Regions from separate parts of the Mus musculus genome. Here all the other regions are linked to region 1. Evidence: chromatin contacts called from public promoter capture Hi-C data. All regions are on one chromosome and are shown on one strand. Each heading gives the region's core, a stretch centred on a gene start, on an enhancer-like site or on the middle of the called end of the contact. The rest is flanking DNA. Distances are from core to core; before and after follow the strand shown. Region 1 holds the start of Ikzf5 (IKAROS family zinc finger 5). Region 2 holds the start of 4932437C15Rik (a long non-coding RNA gene). Region 3 overlaps Fam53b (family with sequence similarity 53, member B). Region 4 holds the start of Nkx1-2 (NK1 homeobox 2).

Evidence for each region. Promoter capture Hi-C pulls out the DNA fragments that hold promoters and counts their contacts.
Region 2: a promoter capture Hi-C map of hippocampal neurons shows a contact between it and region 1, with 4 times the contacts expected there. The contact joins the promoter of 4932437C15Rik here to the promoter of Ikzf5 in region 1. A contact is called at or near these places in 2 of 39 promoter capture datasets (hippocampal neurons and pre-B cells).
Region 3: a contact with region 1 is called in a promoter capture Hi-C map of stem cell-derived epiblast-like cells, with 2.4 times the contacts expected there. The contact joins the enhancer-like site here to the promoter of Ikzf5 in region 1. A contact is called at or near these places in 5 of 39 promoter capture datasets (the C10 cell line, cranial neural crest, hippocampal neurons and 2 more) and 2 of 115 datasets of contacts at active chromatin or transcription factors (astrocytes and embryonic stem cells).
Region 4: a contact with region 1 is called in a promoter capture Hi-C map of embryonic stem cells, with 5 times the contacts expected there. The contact joins the promoter of Nkx1-2 here to the promoter of Ikzf5 in region 1. A contact is called at or near these places in 7 of 39 promoter capture datasets (the C10 cell line, cranial neural crest, embryonic stem cells and 3 more), 5 of 115 datasets of contacts at active chromatin or transcription factors (the 230-238 cell line, embryonic forebrain, embryonic stem cells and 2 more) and 1 of 9 other capture datasets (liver).

Annotation. Positions count from the first base shown.
Region 1 is chr7:131,409,109-131,411,934 of GRCm38.p6, reverse strand. Ikzf5 (IKAROS family zinc finger 5) reads left to right here and starts at 1,457. Exons shown (of 4, transcript NM_175115.4): 1 at 1,457-1,548. Acadsb (acyl-Coenzyme A dehydrogenase, short/branched chain) reads right to left here and starts at 1,334. Exons shown (of 11, transcript NM_025826.4): 1 at 1,148-1,334. The coding sequence starts at 1,189.
Region 2 is chr7:132,999,925-133,002,750 of GRCm38.p6, reverse strand. 4932437C15Rik (a long non-coding RNA gene) reads right to left here and starts at 1,363. Exons shown (of 2, transcript XR_378552.2): 1 at 1,021-1,363. The region is part of intron 1 of Ctbp2 (C-terminal binding protein 2); the gene reads left to right.
Region 3 is chr7:132,802,734-132,805,559 of GRCm38.p6, reverse strand. The region is part of intron 1 of Fam53b (family with sequence similarity 53, member B); the gene reads left to right. Among named protein-coding and RNA genes, the nearest start is that of Fam53b, 9.7 kb to the left of the region's middle. Within about 2 kb of position 1,404, at least 110 of the 459 cell types and tissues checked have an H3K27ac peak or open chromatin away from gene starts, as enhancers often do.
Region 4 is chr7:132,598,200-132,601,025 of GRCm38.p6, reverse strand. Nkx1-2 (NK1 homeobox 2) reads left to right here and starts at 1,389. Exons shown (of 2, transcript NM_009123.2): 1 at 1,389-1,713. The coding sequence starts at 1,500.

The sequences.
Region 1 (2,826 bases), core at 208-2,707:
CTACAATGTGAGGCAAAGAGGTGCAGACTTGCTTCACCGTTTACAAGCTACTTCCTCTCATCAGTAGCTTGTAAAACCGGGAATAAATACTGCAGGATTTTGATTGCTCGCCAGAATAATGGGTGAGACTTGAGACTTAACATCTGCCCGAGGAAATTTTAAGATTACTATTTAGCTGGAGGGTTTCCAGCTAACTACAACCACAGCAAAGGCACCCAACTGTCCTTTCACTTCAAAGTTAGCTAAATGGGCTCGTCAATCGCCTAAGTAGAGAAACATCCTCCAGGAAAGCTGTCTCTTTCAGGCACCTGAAGAAATAGCACCAAGTCCAGCTAACGTAGGTTTGCTCATGGTTCAACCCATTGCCCCCTCTGACTGGTCAGAGTGTCTTCTGTTATTCTGACAGATGCTGTCATCTGCACTGTACTGTGTGTCCTAATTCCAAGCTCAGGAAATCCGAGAGAGCAAAGGGAGGCCAGAAACATCCTGGTGAGACAAGAGGCTGGCCTCAGACCAAGTTTGAGGAAGAGGACTAGAATGGGCTTTTGGGCTCCTCAGAATCTAAGGGAGCTGGTCAGATCCCCGCAGTGAGATAAAGCCTAAGAAATTCCTTCCCTGAATGGTTAAGACCCAGAAATATGAGAGGTCCCTTCCAGCTGGGCTGCTGAAGGGAAGAGAGTGTCAATAGGCTCGACAAGCAGGCCTAGATTTTAGTCATTAAAAATCATCATTATCGGTTGGGTGATGGTGGCGCACGCCTTTAATCCCAGCACTCGGGAGGCAGAGGCAGGCAGATTTCTGAGTTCGAGGCCAGCCTGCTCTACAGAGTGAGTTCCAGGACACCCAGGGCTATACAGAGAAACCCTGTCTCGAAAAAAAAAAAAAACAAAACAAAAACAAAAACAAAAAAAACCCCAAAAAACAAAACAAAAAAATCATCATCATCATCCGGGGAAATGTGGCATGAGCTGGGACGGATCCTGAAGGAAAACCAGACGGAGGTGAAGGGTCTGTGGAGACCCAGCCCCAGGCTCAGCCCCCTCCACCAGCCTCCCAGACCCCCAGCCCATTAGGAAAAGATGACGTCGCCAGGAATCAGTGTGGCCACAGGCCTCCTGAGACGGTCGCTTCGACCGACCCCACTCACCAGCCCGCCCATACGCCACAGCTGGAGCGCAGAGACCGCCATCCTCGCTTCGGGCAGGGTGGCCCTGTTAAGCTCGCAAGGCTTTCCACGAACCCTTGCGCAAGACTCCCTCGGCCTGGCAAGCTCGGGCCCTGCCCACTCCGAGCATCCGCCCCTCACACACCCCTTTGAGTCCCCGCCCACTGCCGCCTACGGAACCCCAGGAGAGACATAATTCTCTCCTTGCTCCCTGCAGCACGCTCACGCGAGACTTGGGCAAGGCGTGGGGCGGGCGGGAAGGGAGCGGAGACACAACAAATATGGCGGCTACAGCTGCGACGCTGACGAACGCTGAGGCGGTGGCGGTGGCGGCGACGGCAGTGAAAAGGGCTGTGGGGATTCCTCGGTGCGGTTGTCAGGAGGTGAGTCACGGGGGGCGGTCAGCTTCCACGGCGGCGCTACGGTTACTCAGGGCACGTTGACGGAATGGCGGAAGGTAAAGTGCCGGGTTCATTGCTAGCCGGCTAACACCGCTTTCGCCTTGGCCACAGCGGAGGGTCCTGCGTGCCCCGTGGGCTGCCAGCGTGGTGACTCGGGACTCTCTTGGGCTCGTAAGTGACTGGGTGCGCCGCCCGGAGGCTCGCGAGCGAGTCGGCGCCGTCGGGCCGCAGCTCGGAGCTCAGGGTGGGGAGCTGTCTCCGGCTTTGACAGGTGGCGATCGCAGGGAGCATCCCTGTGTAGTGCATTCTCGGGGTGCCAAAGTCGACCCCAGCAACCCCGGTGTATCCTGGATAGGGTGTTAACCCCGGGCTGCTGTTGGGAAGGAGTTTTCTTTCTCTCATGACCTGGCGTCTACTGCCTGTACTTTCCAATGTTGGGAACAGGTGAGGCTGGGGAGGATCTTCCGACTCATTCAAGATTTCTGTCCCCGATCGATTCATCATCGATCGACTGTCGGGAATGTTCTTGGATGCTCAATGTGGCTCCTCCTCAGCTAAGCGTCCAAGTGCTGTCTGTCTAACTGTAGATCCTAAGTATAGTCAGTGGTAGCTGCCAGTAACCACATGGCCTCTTTAATGACTCCTTTGTGTGCTGGTCAGAACCGGACAGAGGAGTGAGAACGGACATGAAGACTTCTGAAGTTGTGAGGTCCAGGGAAATTACACTTAGAAGACACAGCATGAAAACAGCTGCTTAAAACATCTGGACTACTTGTAAGACTTTGTCTTGAGTTTATGTTGTCTTCAGCACAGCTGAGGATGAACGTTTTCTTGGAAGTTCCTTGCGGGGGAACTGGGATGTTTGAAGTTCTTTTCCTGTAAGGGTCCCGTGTTTCCCAGGAAACCGTAACTGTTGTACTGTGGGACACTGAAGATGGGCTTCAGATATGCCGTGGTTGAGTCCTGGTGGTTGTTACATATATTTCCCTGGCGATAGAGCTAATGTACTTTTATGTGCAACTGGACTTATTCAGCAACATTAAGCCTGGCATCTCTTGAAATTAGCATATTATATATGAATGGCATTGAAGTTTTTTTGTTAAAAGTAAATGACCAGTGGCAACATGATAGTAACACAAATGGCTAGGATGTAATTGTGGGCCACCAAGCTTGCCCTTGCTTTTTTTTTTTTTTTTCAGTTAATGATAATGACACACAAATTATGTTATTAACTTGTTACTAAGCCTGTAGTCCCTAGCA
Region 2 (2,826 bases), core at 114-2,613, 1.6 Mb before region 1:
TGCTGGACAGAGCAAGTCTTTGGGGAATGTAGAGGGACACATTACCATTTTGGATAGTCATTGAACACCTTGTCTGGTCAGGTGTCTCCCCAGTGGGGAAGGCTGAGAAGGGCAGAAGGGCGGCAGCATTGCCGGGTCTTTGCCAGTCTTAGAATTTAGACATGTGGGACGGCCTTGAGCAGTGTCTTGTACCTGGGAGCCTAAACTCCATTTTGGAAGGAATCCTCATTAAGCACCGTGCCTTTGGCTTCCTTCCCCCAAATTCCCCTAGGTATTGAAGAAATGAGCCATGGCTCCAAGCCAGTGGTCAACCTAATCCCCACCTCTGAGGGCCACGTGCGTATCATGCTAATGTAGTTTACAGTGGGATGTACCTAATATATTAAAAATGGTTCAGTTTGTCAGAATTGTTGAAAGAGATGGGAAATCTGCTGGTAGCTGTCTGTGTTTGGGCCTCTGCCTTTGATTTTGTGTTCCCTGATATGCAGATGACGTGTTCCCAGTTCTCCTCACACCTGGTGCCAGGTGGCTCCTGTCACCTACCCTGCCACCCCTGTTTAGCACCCTTTCCCAGCCGATAGGTCTCTACACACACACACCCCACCCCACCCCCTTTAGTTTGCCCTGCTATTAGCAGATTGGCCGCTGGGATTCATACCTCTAGCCTTAACAAGATGTACCACGGACCCACCTCAGCCTAGGGAAAGAACAAAGAATGGGATTCACCAAAGAAAAAGGAGACCAAGTCAGGAAGGGAAACGATCACTAGGCAACCTGGAGTCTGTTACCCGGGTAACAGATACATGCTCTGATATTGCAGATGGACATCTTAGTTGGTGGCTCTCAGCCACTCCAGATGCACTGGATGATGGCTCTTGTCCCCGGTGCTGTCCCCCTTGGCGAGGTGGGGTAAATTACACCTAAATCTATGCCTAAACTTCTGACTTTGTGCAATGAACCAACCTGTTAGCCCCTTTAAAGCCAAGCTTTTTACAGACTGTGAGTGTAGGGGGTTCTTACTTGTGTGTCCTGGTGCTGCCAGCCCCTCTACCCACGTCTTGGAGTTTGGCCCTCAGTAGAGAGCAGGCAGGGCTGATGTCACTCAGGCTCATGTGCCACAGCCTGAGTGCTCATCTGCTGAGCGGATGGTGCTCCATGGCTGATTGACTCCAGGATGAATCCAGGTAGAGCTGTGTGAGATCACTGCCACCTCACTTGCCCCTCTGTGACCTGGGCACAGTAGCCATCTCCAGCACCTCACCTTGACCTACTAAGGATAGGTGGGGCATTTTAGGGCTTTTGTTTTTTCATAGGGCTAAGCTGTCCGTTATAAGAACCATGGACCAGTGAGGGCATATAGGGTAAAAGGATGTTAGCACTTGAGACCACTTGGGCACCTTACTGTACTTATGGGTCAGAGATTCTCAGGTAGGTGGCGGGTGCATAGAAGGAATGCCTCAACATCAGGACCTGACTGCCGTTCAGTCAGTGATGGTTCATGATTCCCTTCCAACCCCAGCTTGTTCTAAACATTCTCTCTGCTCTAGGCCCCTAGTCTGTCCTGAGATGGTACAGGGATGATGTGGTTGGTGGTAAGAGTACCAGAGGAGTGTGTGGCTAGCCTGTGAGGTACAAGAGGATCCATGCATGTCCAGTTAGGAGGGTCGTCTTCGTGTTTCTATTGCTGTGGACCAAACACCACTTGTGGAGGAGAGGGTTTATTCCAGCTTGTGACTGCCAGGTCACAATCCATTGCTGAACGAAAGCAGGGCAGGAACTGAAGCAGAAGAGCGCTGCTTACAGGCTTGCTCCCATGGTCGGTTAAGCCTTCATCCAGGACTACCAGTCCAAGTGGTGATACTGCCCACAGTGAGCTGGGTCCCCCACATCAATCATTAGTCAAGACAATGCCCCTTAGCAAAGAGGCGGAGGCCTGAAGGTGAGTTTGCTTTTGCAAAAGGCTCCTGCTTTGAGTGTCTCAATGGTCACATAAAGGCCACATGGCTCCTAGAACAACCTGTGCTCCATATAGGATCTGAGGGGACACTTCACCTAGGGACAGCCACGTTCTTCCATATGTTGGGCAGCCTCTGAGAGGATAAACAGACTTGGAGGAAGGAGACAGCCCAACTTGGAGCCTCTGCAAAAGGGGAGAGGCAACAGCCCTGGCCACAGATCTCCCTGTACATGGTGTGGCTGTTAGGCTGCTATGAGACTTTATCTGGATAACTGAAGGCTGTCCTGTTTAGTCCATCATACTTATCTCCTTCCTTGACAAGGAAACAGCTGGCCTAGGGAAGTGTCCCCAAATCTGGGTCCAAAGCAGGAGGCTGTGAGGACTCCAGGCAAGGAGAGGCTGGGAAGTACAACAGTCAGGAAACCCTCCCTCCCCCACCCCCTCCCCCACAGGCAGGTGACCCCAAAGGTACAGTGATGTCATGTCGATCAGGTGCTGTGCTGTGGGTGTCCCCAGTCTGCTGTCTAGACAATTGAAGGGGAAGGGGCCTGGGCCGAGCTGCGTCCTAGAGGACCAGAGAATATGCACTTGAGTATCATAGGGCGTACTAACGAGGGCCACCCCTGTCCCATTTCCAGAATGGCCCTGGCTATCTCACTTCACAGGGTGATTGATAGGCTTGGGCTGCCTGCTGGCCCTAGGAGTTCTCTGGAAAGTTCTTTCAGAACAAAGACACCTGCAAGCTTCCTCCATTTGACTTTATGCTGGCCTGTTTTTTGTTTGTTAGTTTATTTGAAGACCCAGGTCACGTGAGGAGGCATGACAGCAGGCCTGTGCCCTATGAGGGTGAATGACCCTGTTGTGTGGCC
Region 3 (2,826 bases), core at 155-2,654, 1.4 Mb before region 1:
GAGCTCTTCCGGACAAGCTTTTACGCTCACCTTAGTTAGGGCTTATGGCTTTCTCAGGGAGATGAGTTGAAATTATGAATTATAATTTAGTTTTTAGTGTGTGTTTTAAAGCAAGAGTTAAAAGTAGTGAAATCTTTTAAGCTTTCTCTTCAAGAAACTAAAATCTTATGTTTACTAAAAGTGAGTTCATCCGGCTCATAGAAAATTAAATGCATGGGTAGGTGACAATGATGATGATGATGAGGAGTCGTCTCAGGATCTTGGCTCCTCTCAGCTCCTCTCAGCCTGACCGCTGTGAGTGGATTCTCTAGGAACCTTGGGTGTGCCTATCCGGGCAGAGGGCGAGGGGCCCATTTATCACTTCTCAGGTTTGGTGTCAGAGTTTGCAGTTGGTATCACTGATAGTCACTTCCTCTCTGTGGGGCACCATCCCTGACACTGGTGACAGGTCAGCACTCTCTCAGTACAGGTTGTGGTTCAGCTGGTGCCCACTCCCCAGTTCTTCTAGAACCCCGCTACCACCTAAAATATGGCTGCAGTCTCTTCAAGGAGCAGGACTTAAACTAAGCTATGAGTGGCCTGCCATGATACTTGTGTGGAAGTCAGATGACAACTTGATCCAGTGACACAGGGCAGAGCCTATGTGCTCACAGTGCTTCTCTTGATGCAAGTTGCCCATTTTGTGTGTGTGTGTGTGTGTGTGTGTGTATGTGTGTGTGTGTTCATGTAGGCACATGTGCATATGCATATGGATGCAGAGGCCAGAGGCCAACCTGGGGTCCTCTTCCTCAGGCAATGTTCATAGTTCTGATTGCTTTGGGGGCACATCCGAGTGCATGCATGTGTGCCTGTGTGTCTGTGGCCTGCCCTGGTGTACGTGTGGAAGTCAGAGGACAACTTCGTGGAATTAGTTCTCTTCTTCTACCTTTACGTGTGTTCTTGGCATGGAGCCGAGGCTGGGCTGTATCGCTGTCCCTGGCCTGCCCATTCCCAGTCCTTCTGATCTCTGTGTCTCAGGAGTATTACATCACTATCAGCCATAACTCGCTTCCTGTGGGGAGGGCAGAGCAGCACAGTTTTCCTTTCCCTTATATTTTTTTCCTTTTCTTTTTCTTTTTCCCATTTGTTTTGTGAAAAAGTTTTCCCTGGGCTGGCCTCACACTCATTATATAGCTGAGGCTGGCTCTGTGGTCCTCCTGTCTCAGCTTCCAGGAAGAGTACCAGGATTATAGCTGTCTACCACCATACCTATCCAAGTACATACTGAAATTTTCTTCTGTACTTCTGGCAGTTTTGGGAGACATCCCTTGACAGAGGAAGTCAGACTTATGACTTCTGGGAGGGGTTCCAGTTCTGTGCTGTGGCAGCCCCTCCCACTTGGGGGCTGGCCTTAGTCATCTGTCTTACTGTGTTCCTTCTTCCAACCCGTCACAGACCTTGCTCGTCATTGTGATGGTATAAGAGCTACACTGAGTCTGTCAGATCTGGTAAATACATGTGTGACACACTCTTAGGCCCCAAAGAGCTGAGAGCTGAGAACCTCAAATCCTAGCTCCACAGCACGGAGGCTTGAGTTATGGTCATCAGTGCAGTTGTTCATAGGGTTCCTACGGAGGGCCACACAGTATGATTGCCGTAGTGGAGATGTGTAGACACAGGAACACAAGAGTCACACAAGACTGCTGAAGTTGTAGGGAGGTCACTTGGAGCCAGCTAAGGGGTAGAGGCCAGTTCACCCCTTGGAAGAAGGGGCATTTGACTAGCATCTTAGGGATGAGCGGGGATGTGGACAGATGAAGGCTTCAGAGGAGGAACTAGCCAGGCCTGGAGACCAGTCGTCTGCACAAAAGGGACAGCAGCAGTCACAGGAGACCATCTCTCTGGCTCTCAGAATGTTGGGCTCCAAGGTGACATCTGTGTAGATGGGGGGGAGAGGAAGCTAAGCTGGTCAAGGCCAGGCTGGCTGTGGGGTGCAAAGGGGTGTGAACTCAAGGCCAGGCTGGCTGTGGGGTGCCAAGGGGTGTGAACTAGGAGTGGCAAGCTGATGCTTGCAGGTGTGAAGGCTCTTTGTCTGAGGAGTGTTGGCACAGGGCAGGCTAGGAGCAGACAGCTTGGAGGCCACTGTGTGACCTGGGAAGGATATGGTCCACAAAGGCAAGAGGCAGGTGAGGGTCAGGCCCAAGCATCAGGTGCTTAGGTCCCACCCGATGAGTAAGACCTAGTTTACACGGGAGCTGGGCCTGCCCATGTGGGTATCTGGGCCACTCTGGAATGGAAGCCACAGGCTTCTCCAGTAGGCTCCAGTAGCTGCTATCTTGTTGGTGATACAACTGACTGAGGGTCTTGCCTTGACCTTGGAGCAGGCCTGATCTAGTTTATTTTAGTCACAGGGAGCATTCAGTGGGGCACCTAGGACTTGCAGGAACAGCTTACATCTTCCCCGTGCCTGGACTGTATTGGTGCATTTCGGCCTGACATGAATTACAGAGATCTGACTCACTGTAAAAAACGCTCCAACCCCACCAGCACCGAGGGGAAAAAGCCTCTCGTCGTGTTGATGTGATCGGAACGAAGCTTCGCTGCCCCTTGGGCTCTGTTAAAGCGTGTTCTTCCAGGGTGGAGGAGCTGCTGACACAGGGCCTGGGAAGCAGCCTGCCCAGGTCACCTGACTGCTTGCGGCTGGCCCTCCTGAGTGAGCCTCACGGCCTTCAGATGCCAGCCCAAATTCCAGGCCCAGTTGATTGTGTGGCATGTGACTGTGGCCCAGAGGAAGAGAAGGAAGAAAACTAAGGAGTCTATGAGGAGGAGGCGGCTCAGTGCCCAGTC
Region 4 (2,826 bases), core at 140-2,639, 1.2 Mb before region 1:
AGGAGCAAGCCCCCAAGGACACCTCTTTAATAACAGATTGGATGAGCAGCTCCCAGCACTTTAGTGAGGAGTCCCCTCCTCTTCCTACTTCTTACCTGCTTAGACAATATTAATTGTCAAGACATTGTCTGGGAACCACATGGGGCAAAGAAGAAAGAAGTGGCGGGGGGGGGGGGGGGTTCCAAGGCGGTTCTGTGCAGAGGGGCTAATGCTTCAGAATTTGTCGCTGAAATGAATGCCTTAAAAAAAAAAAAAGGAATATCACCGTGGGTGTGGCTATGCAGACTTTCCCTCACTGCTAATGCCGGCTGTCCTCCCTGGAGACTTGGGGGGCAGATGGGGCCATTTTAATCGGCTCTCATCTCTGGTCTTAAATTCAAACCACTAGGCATCTTTTAACCTTTTCCTTCTTCACGCTGGGAAAGGAACCCAGAGAGTCAATTTCTGATGTTAATGATAGAATCTGTGACTGAGAAGTCCTGACAGGCAATGAAAATGGTATCCGAGGAGGGATACTCACCTTTAGCCAAGCCACCTAGCCCTAAGCCTTCAGCTCTCTGGGCAGGCGTATTTCCATAGACCCCTTTTGACCAGGCCCTGCTGGTCTTCCGAGTGGAAAGAAAAAACTCCCCTCCAAGAAGGTTCCCCCCCCCCCCCCGCACACACACACATATCCTAAGCCATCAGGATGACCTGAAAAACCTTGGCCCAGTCCAGACTCTTGTCATCTGTAGCGCCACCGCTCATCTTTGAACCTCATTTTCCTTCTGTTTGAAACCACAGACTGTGGTTCCCAGGCCACACCCACCTCACAGGGGGGAATGCCTAGAAAATCAAAAGAGAGTGAGAAAGCCCCAGGGCTTTATAAACTGTAAATGCACAGAGGCTTTAAAATTTTTACGTAAATGTGCCCGAAGCCTTTACTGTGGTTCAGGGATGGGGCTTGAGATGCACCGTGCATCATGGCGAAGCAATCAGGTCTGGCCTCTGTGGCATCGCCAGGTCAAAGGAAGATGGCAAGTGCCCCAAGAGAAATAAGTAAACTTCAGTCAGGTGAATGTGTGTGCAGATGAGGTAGCGGAGATGGAATCCTCCCTCACGCCCTTCACGAGTCTCCGCAGCATGGAAAGATTTTCACACAGCATGCCACGGTGACCCGGCGAACCGGGAGCGCGCATTGGCGCGCGAGGGTCCCTCTAGTCAGCGCTCCCTCCCCCCTCCGGCTGCCCAGGATAGTCTCGTGGAGGCTGCAAGCGCTCACTGCACGTGGAAGGGGTCTGGCCAGCTCAAGTGCCAATCCTCAAGCAGCCCCCCCCCCCGCCCCCTTCCCCGCTTCTCTCCTCCCGCCCCGCCTCCTTGCCCCCCTCTACAGCTTCACTTGGCGGGGAAATTCCAGTTCGCGGCTGGAGAGCTGTGGCCAAACCACTGCAGAAGACAGCGGCTGAGCGCATCCAGCCCCGACCCCAGTACGGCTGGCCTCGGGCCCGCGGGAGGCGGGCATGTTGGCATGGCAGGACGTCGGGGCCAAGGCGGCCCCCTCTCACCACAAGATCTCCTTCTCTGTCTTGGACATCTTGGATCCGCAAAAATTCACGCGAGCTGCCCTCCCGCCGGTGCGTCTCGCTGCCCTGGAAGCCAAGAAAAGTTTAGAAGAGGTGGAAGCAGGGCAAGATGCTTGTTCGGGGAATCCAATCGGGTCACAGGAGACCCCTGGTAAGAATGTGAGGCGGTTTTAAGCCTAAGTGGTGTGTGTGTGTGTGTGTGTGTGTGTGTGTGTGTGTGTGTAGTAGTCAAGGTTTATTGGTAGCCTGGGAACTAGAAAAGGTGATCCCGCGCAGGTGCGAAGCGAGCCATCCCTACTTGGAAGAGGACAGAGGTAGGGACGTGGCTGAGATTGCCAGGACCAGTGTGTGCTTTTTTCCTGAACACCTGCTCAGTGAATGAGCGCCACAACTCTGACTGGCTCACATAAACTACAGCTCAGGCTCACTGATCTAATGGAAGTGTATTGTGCTCTCCACGTGCTAGAACCTGGGCGAGGAGCTTGGGATAAAGGTTATGAAAATACCTTCCAACTATGTAGTGTCATTAACACCACTCCCATTTTATGTATGGGGCAACCGAGGCTCGGGCCTTCCCCGGATTAGGTGCTTTTTTTTCAACCACTCGGAAACATCTTTAGAGCCCATGCTCTTTCCCGGACTCAACAGGGGACGCCCCCACCCCCAATAGCTTTTGGTGTTCTCTTCTAGACCTTTCCCCCTTATCCCTGAAGTTGGTGGACACAAAAGAAAGGGTTCCGGAAAGTTTGTGGCTGGAAGAACTTAAGATAGCAGGATTCATGCTTAGTGGGACATGAGCATGGGATTGATTATCTGGGGAGACGCTGAAGGTCTAGGGATTCAGGTCCCAGGGAGGGCTGTATATAGCACAGCCCCTCCTCCTCCTTCCTAAGTTTGGAGGTGATTGTCTGGGGCCCCCGGAAGCCTCTGGTGGCCTGGCTTGGGTCCCGGCCGCGGGCCTGGATTAATTGTTTGGATGGTCTCTCTGTGGGGCCGCGCTCCCCTCCCCCTAACTCCTTGATCGATATTCTATTACTGGCGCCTGCATATCTCCTGCCCGCAGCTTGCAGGTACTGACTTCAAACCCCCTTTCCCTGTCTGATCCTAATATTGTTCGATTAAAACTTACCTTTAATAGATGACATCTATCGATCAGGCCCCGGACAAATCTGAAACTCTATTAACACTACTGGAGAGAGAAGATGGGAAAGGGGGAATTTCTCTTTTTTGGGGGGATGGGGGTTTAATAACTTCTTTTTTAATT